2 separate regions of the Triticum aestivum genome follow, and region 2 is linked to region 1. A link is a contact called in public Hi-C data. All regions are on one chromosome and are shown on one strand. The core of a region is the stretch at or near the end of the contact, and the rest is flanking DNA. Distances in the headings are between cores, read along the strand shown. Region 1 holds the start of LOC123148608 (protein PHOSPHATE STARVATION RESPONSE 3). Region 2 holds the start of LOC123152665 (probable serine/threonine-protein kinase PBL17).

The links. A called contact is a pair of places that touch in the nucleus more often than the background predicts.
Region 2: a contact with region 1 is called in a Hi-C map of leaf, with 4 times the contacts expected there. The contact joins the promoter of LOC123152665 here to the promoter of LOC123148608 in region 1. A contact is called at or near these places in 2 of 5 Hi-C or Micro-C datasets (both in leaf).

Annotation. Positions count from the first base shown.
Region 1 is chr7A:611,933,055-611,936,977 of IWGSC CS RefSeq v2.1, reverse strand. It overlaps LOC123148608 (protein PHOSPHATE STARVATION RESPONSE 3), which reads left to right and starts at 2,035. Exons shown (of 8, transcript XM_044568075.1): 1 at 2,035-2,337; 2 at 3,101-3,818. The coding sequence starts at 3,141.
Region 2 is chr7A:612,082,572-612,086,428 of IWGSC CS RefSeq v2.1, reverse strand. LOC123152665 (probable serine/threonine-protein kinase PBL17) reads right to left here and starts at 1,336. Exons shown (of 4, transcript XM_044572159.1): 1 at 1,019-1,336; 2 at 601-896; 3 at 259-394; 4 at 1-171. The coding sequence starts at 1,094.

The DNA of each region.
Region 1 (3,923 bases), core at 786-3,285:
CGTGGTAGATCAACTCTTGTAATACTCATATCATCAAGATCAATCAAGCAGGAAGTAGGGTATTACCTCCATCGAGAGGGCCCGAACCTGGGTAAACACTGTGTCCCCCGCCTCCTGTTACCATCAGCCTTAGACGCACAGTTCGGGATCCCCTACCCGAGATCCGCCGGTTTTGACACCGACAGCCTCCATCCTGCGCCGCTCGTCCTCCTCGCTCTTGCGGTAGACCGCCGCAAGGGCCGCCTGGTCCTCCTTGCGGACGACGAGCGGGGCGGCGGCAGGCTGCAGTCGACCTCGCGCACGCCGCGACGCCTCTCCTCCTCGTGCTCGAAGGCGAACCACCTCTTCCAGTTCGACGAGTCGAAGGCATAGGTGGCGTCGCGGCGCTGCTCCGGCGTCAACAGCGCCTGCCGGCGCCGCACCTCCTCCGCGTGCGCCCTAGCCGACCGCGGCGCCGCCGGCACTGGGATCCTCTCTGGATCCAGGTGCCAGTTGTGCAGCAGGGTGACGTCGGGGTACGGCAGAGGCACGTGGTGCTGCCAGTGCCACTCCTCCTGGGGCACTGGCACGTTCACGCGCTGCCTCTGCCGGCGAGCCGGTGCTGGCAGAGGCGGGAGGAACTTCGAGGGGAAAGGGACGGCGGGGGCCTTGCTACTGCCGGCGTCGGAGAAGAGCCCCATCTCGCTGTGGTGGTGGTGGCTAGGGTTTGCCGGCGACGGGGGAGCAGAGCTGGCTAGATGTGAACGGCGAGTTTGGATGAGGATGGCCCCGCCGCACGATCGACTTAAAAAAGGACGACCGCCATCGCTGACGCATGTGCCCGTGGTCATAAATTAAGCTGATCACGTGAGCAGCGAGTAGTTGGACGGTCGCTAGGTGGGGACGCGGCGAACGCCGAGAAGGCGCGCGTGACGTCCGTTCCGCGTCCGCGCCGATGCATTTGTGGCGTAAATTTTAGTCGCAAATGCGTCGGCCCGGACACGAAGCGGACGTAATTTGGGTTTTGGTCGGCGTGTTGGGCCCCCACTTTTGTCCATGCCGACTTAAACGAACGCAGACGGACAAAATGGGTCGCCTCGTTGGAGTTGCTCTAACTAATTAGCCCCTCTCTGTTTATTTTGAGTGGCCACTTGACCACGTTACAATTATTGATCCAACCAGACCACACTAACAGAGTCACAGTCATGGCTGAGCTCACACAAGTTGCAGTTACTAATTATAAGATCAATTAGCATTTCCGTTTTCTCATACAGACAAAATGATGGGATTTGTGACTACATGTTTAGCTTAATTTGTCCGCTTTGCTTCCCTCACCAAGCACCTCGGGATCATCCTAGGTCTACACAAACCTAGTTGCCACTTGCCACTTATTCTACTCCTTAACTGACACCGATCGGCCCCGCTTATTATCCACTCTGTTTTCCAAGATGTGTCGCACTAACCACTGAATGAAGCTAAACAAAATCGCCATCGTTTTCGAGCCAGACTTTGCACTTACACACCATCCTCTTGCTCCATCATTTTTTTTAGCCTTGGCCTGAGCATGACAGCCGGGCCCGGCCGGGCCGAGCTGCTAACCATGATTCTTCCGGAGCACTCATTGTGTTGTTTTGATTGATAATATAATCCGATTCCTGGGTGGCCAATGTCGCTTGCCCTCTCGATTGCATCAGAGGTTGCCCCAGATTCCATGCATCTCACACTTTTTCTATTGTCGCTGGTTGATTAGCCCTATGCTTATGTCAGACACACTATCAGTACTAGTTTAATTTGAAGTCATGGTCGCTTGCTCCATCCATCTTACTCTTAGCAATATGCGATGCCTTTTGCTCTTAACAATCTCCCGTTTTTTCTATTATATAATTGGTTGCACTCACCAGTTACCAATGTTTTATCAAAAAGAAAAAAAAGCGCTGACAGGGAGCGTATTTTAGCTAACATCGTCAGAAAATCATGAATAATCAAAACACATATACAAAAATAGGACAAGAAAGGCTACACATTTACTCATAGGCAATCTGGAAATTTAAACAGGCCATCTGAGAGACCGAAGCAAAGCAGCCAACCAGAATAGAGTTGGAGTAGTACAAGAAAAGGTGCAGTATAGTCACCAAACACCAATGATTTCCAGGGAGAGAGATAGATAGGACTTTTTCTTAGGCCTCTCTGACTCTCTCTCTCTCCAGAGAGAGCTCTAGCCTCTAGGGAGGAGGGAGCTGCTGTTGGGTAAGAGAAGAGAAGAGAGTGGAGGCTGAATCAGATTAGCCGTACAACCCATCTCGCAGATTCTGAATCTCCTCCTCGCTCTGCTGTCCATCTTCTTCTCTGGCTATCCAGGTGAGGCTGCCTGAGGTTACACAGATCCCTCATGCATTTTATCTCATTGGTTCCCCGGCTCCAATCTACAGTAGGAGCCATGGTTCTTTGCGTTGTTCTGGCGAGATTTAACCATTCTTCTAATGGTTTTTTAGGTTTAACTATTCTGTTGGTTAGTGCTGGAATATGTGATTTGAAAGGGGGGATAAAGCTCGCTTCCTGATTTGGTTTGCCTTTTGTTTTTCCCATTTCCGGTCGATGTTCCCCTTTGTCCTCTTTCAGATTTCTGTTCCCGTTTATCCTCTCTCAGCGCTGACAGGATTTCTCACGAGCTGTGGTAAACAACAGCAATTTGTCTTTATACCATATCGAACTGCCTGCTTATTTCGATGAAAGGTGGATTTTATTTGCCCCAAATGGAGCATCAAGAAGTGTCGAACTGCCTGCTATTGTTTTTATCCCTTTTGACCTCTAATGCTCTGAATTTGGCGCCTGTGCTGTGTGTGCTGTGTGCAGTAACGGTGCTAATCACCACTACTCATTCAGATCTAATCCTGTTGCTACATCACAAATTACATCACTTGCCCAGAAGTCATGACATTGTGTGAATTAATGGTAGCTCAAGCATAAAATGCATTCTGTGGTCATAAACAAGCTCCTTCTGCATGCACACAAAATTCTTCCCGAGAAGCTTCAGTATATACATTTTCTGAATTGCATTTAAACTCTGAATGAACTGTTTGTTTGGGTAAGTACTAACAGTCATCAATTCTTGTGTCTTCAGCAGTGTATTATCAGGCCACTCACTAATCAACTGAAGCAGCATGAGCTCCCATGGTGTTGTTGCCGTGAAGCCAATCGCCACGCCGGACAAAACCACGCATTCTTATGCTTGTGGATCCACACAGTCTTCAGTTCATAAGCTGCTGGACTCTAAACTGGACCACCTTGGGCTGTTGGATGATAATCTGTCATCCACCAGTCAGTCATCAGACATCAAGACCGAGCTGATCCGAACGTCGAGCCTGGGAAGAAGCAGCCTGCCATTTAACCTTCAGAGAAGAAGCCCTGAGCCTGATCCTGAAAGTCCATTGTCTCATGTCTCGCACCCCAATTTTTCAGAGCCCATGGCCTCAAACTCTTCAACGTTCTGCACAAGTTTATTCTCATCATCTTTGACAAACTCGGCGCCTTGCCGGCGAATGGGTGCTCTGCCTTTCCTGCCTCACCCTCCCAAGTATGAGCAGCAGGTTCTCCCAGGGCAGTCATCAACCTCCTCCCTGCAGCTCAGTGGTGACACAGGCAATGTTCATGACGAGGCTGAACAGGCAGATGACATAAAAGACTTCCTCAATCTTTCTGCTGGAGATGCTTCTGATGGCAGCTTCCATGGTGAAAACCAAGCGTTTGCTTTCGCCGAGGCCGAGCAGATGGAGTTCCAGTTCTTGTCTGAGCAGCTAGGGATCGCCATCACCGATAATGAGGAGAGCCCCCAATTAGATGTGAGCCCATTGCCATTTGGTGCATTTTTATTTATTGCAGTGTGAGGGTGAAAAGCTCTCCACTGAACTTCTGCAGCATCTCTGAAACTCACTCCTAGTATTCTT
Region 2 (3,857 bases), core at 87-2,586, 150 kb before region 1:
TGGCCAGCCCGAAGTCTGACAGCTTCGCGCCGAAGTCGGCGTCGAGGAGGATGTTGGAGGTTTTGAAGTCGCGGTAGATGATGGGCCGCGCCGCGCCGTGGAGGAACGCCAGCCCCCTCGCCACGTCCAGCGCGATCCTCACCCGGGTTGTCCATGACAGGGTGCACGCGCCTGGTGCATCCGATGATGGTGATGAAACAGATGTTCAGCATGCAGTATGTAAGAAGTGGGTGGGATCGTTGGTGTGGGTGTGCGTACGTCGGAAGAGGTGGTTCTCGAGGCTGCCCTTGGCCATGAACTCGTACACCAGCAGCCGGTGGTCGTCGTCGCAGCAGTAGCCGATGAGCTCCACCAGGTTCGGGTGGCTGTACTGCCCCAGGCAACTCACCTCGGTCTGCATGCACACAAGATCTCTGAACCTGACTAAAAATCCCTTTGTATCTTACACGGAAACTCACTTTCTTCCAAGCAGATTTTTGTTTTGCAACTTCCCGTGTTTTGGTTTCGTAAAGATTCAATGTGCCATGGTGAATTGGTGATAGTTTTTTCCATAAAGAGTGAATTGGTGATAGTGGATTATACATTTCGATAGAAACTGACCAGCCACTCGCGGTCGCCCTGAATGCCGTCCGGGTTGAGCCGCTTGACGGCGACCACCACAGCGCCAATGACCCCCTTGTAGACGACGCCGAAGCCGCCCTCGCCAATGATCTGCGTGGGGCTGAAGTCGCCGGTGGCCCGCCTGAGCTGGTCGTACGTGAAGAGCTTGAGGTTCCCGTACACCGACATCGCCCGAAACTCCGCCAGGTCCTTGGGCAGGGAGAGCATAATCGGCTCCGAGCTCGTCTTTCTCAGCTTCGGCGGCGACGACGTGCACCGACGCGGCCGAGGCTCCTCTACACGAAGGAATTCCAAAATGTCACTCTCTAGAGCGTGCGCGCGCACGCATGCATGCATGGTGCACGTACGCCGGAGCAATCTAAGATCCGAGAACGTGAGCGGCGCATGCAGCTGGTACCTTGGACTTGCGGTTCCTGGATGCGGCGGCGGGGCGGGCGCATGTCGCCGCAGCTGCCGATGAGCCACCGGTGCATTTTCGGAGATGGGGAGACGTACGACGTGCGTGCTTAGGGGTCTGCAGGCTGGTTAGTTGATCGGGTGATCGGCCGACGTACGAGGTCCGGGCGGTGGCGGCGGAGGCCAATGGCAGCCCCCGACCGACCACGCGCCGGGAGAGATGTGGAGGGGAGGACAGAGGTGACGGGAGGAATGGTCGGAGGGCACGGTCCTTTGGGGCTGCCTTAATTTGGCACGCGTACGTCTGTTGTTTCGGGCCATAGCGCCAACGACAATGGCGGGGGCGTGAGTGAATGAAGCAAAGCGTCCACGGAGACAATGGCGTGACAACGCAACGTGCTATTAACAATACCTAAAGCATCAGGTGGGCTATTTTGATTGGATGTAATCAGGGAGAGGGGGGCCCACAGTTGAAATCAGGGGCTGGAAAGAGATTATAGGAATGTTACGTAAGAATTTAGTAAGGGGTATGGATAGGTCTCAATTGGCTGAAATTTAACCAAGTCTTGGTCAAGTGACATAACATACAAAAGAAAAAAAATTAAAAAGAAATTTTTTCATGGATCTTAATGTAAAATCTTATGGATATAACATCGACTGAGATTTAGCGAAGTCTCAGTCGACTGAGACTTAGCAAGACTGTATAGTAAGTTATGCGTAGGTATACATTTTCGCACAAATATAGATGCAACCCAATGATTCAATTTCTTTGTTGGCCTAGTGAAGTTGGAGTCGCTCACTCGGAAAAAGGTAATTACGATGACATGTAATCTCGATCAGAGGGTGACCGGTGGACTTTGTGCGGTTAGTGGCCGATTCTAACTCAGCCTGACGATGTTGGTGCCTATGATGCTCTTGAGTGTCCTTTCCCCTCCCTGGAGGTGTCACTGTGGGTTGTCATCCTTCACCTTTGGCTCTGGGTGAAAACCATTGGCCGGCTTGTCCTACCGGGGAGCGGAGGCACCGTAGCATCTTCACTCCTTGGAGGCATTGTCTAGAGCATGTCCCTTTCAGCGGGTTGTTGGGGGTGTAGTCCGTGGATGGTGACGGCGGTGCTGTTTTCGACATGGTGTGGCTGGCAACGATGATCGGGCAAAGCGTCTCTTCTTCTTGGTGGTCTAGTTTCTAGTGACCATGTGTGCTCCATGTGAGCTTTCTTTTGTTCGGGGGGCCGATGCTTTTCAAGATAGGGTGAGAGGGTAGGGAAGCCTCTTTGGTGTTGAAAGAATGGTACCATGGCAAGGTTCGCCTTCGTTCAAAGCAAGCAATGGCTCCTTTGGGTGCTATGCTCTTTGTTGCCCCCAAGTCAACATTCACCTTTGCCTTGGTCAACGGCTTCTATCGTGTTTGAAGAGTTAGGCATTTGCAAGCTGCGCTCCTCTTTTTTTAGTAATTTTGGAAGTCTTCGTAAATCTTTTTTGACCATATGTGGATTTAGCATTTTTGTCTTTTTTCTATGTTATTTTCCTGCAACGGTCTGTGATCTTTGTATGTTGCTCTCCTCACCTTCAGTGGTGACCTATCTTCTGGGCATGTTAAATGTTTTCGCTTATTTTTCTGTAAATAGTTGGAAAAAAATCTCTTTTGGTTTCTTAATGGATTGAACCTTTTGAGGTTTCATAAAAAAATCAAATAAAATTTGAATTTATTTACTTGTGTTGATAGTAACAAGCTTAAGAACCACACAACATACATCGTGTCAGCCCTAGTCAACTGGTTGGAGCCCTATCTCCTTTGGCATGGAGTCTGTGTTGAAATATATTGCCCGCCTCCCTTCAACAGTTCAGATTTTTGGATGAGTTGATTGGAGCATGAATTCAATAGTCTTCTCTTTAAATCATCCTTGTGAGGATGTCCTCCTTTTATTCATGCTGTATTGAAAAATTGACAAAATTCATGCGTAACTAAAAATTGACAAAAAAATGTTCTGGCAATGAGATTCGATGCCACCACCTCCAAAGTACTTTAGTTATTTACTCTGAACACAGGGGCTTTCAACTAGTAAATTCATCCACTAGAGGGGATAGGTAATTCTGATTGCCAGGTGGTAACCACAGTATTTCATCCGGTAACCAAAACCCGGATGCAACCAATCCAATCGAGGTTCTTCCAACACCTCTCCTTTATGGACTAGTTTGGTTGCTACCCCGTGCTTCACGCTTGAGAAAATCCGATGTCATTCCTAAGTGTGAAAAAAACAATGATTCTTGTCCAGCCTAAGGATTTATTTTAAGAAACTGTCAAGGGAAATACTTCCCGCATGGATATATTCCAAAAATAAGTGTTGTTACAGAGTCACATTGAGTGTGAAGAACGGTTATCACGCCACATTCCGGTGTGATCCTTGAGCTTGACTGATTTAAGTTGTGACCAAAGTAAGATATCAATGATGATGTTATGGATTACAATGTTGTTGCCTACATCCATAGCCTTGAAGACTTTTGAGTAATGGGTGTCCCAAAATTTCCGTAATACAATCAAAAAGATGAACATACCGATGGTCATTGGCGGGCCATTAGGTATCGAGGGTTTCCATAGTTTGTCGATCAGGCTAAAGCTAAGAAGTATTCAAGATTGCGCCAAACTTGTCAACCAGCGCTGCATCTGAAGAGCATGTGAGCTCTGTCTTCAATGGAATTACCGCGGCGGGGGCAGAAAACTGAGTAAAACAATGTTTTTTTGGTGAAATTTCTCTGTTGTGTTAATGCGATCAAGATGGAACAACCATCCAAAAATGCAAACCTACATCGCACCCTTGATTGCCAGGTCAAAGCAAGAGA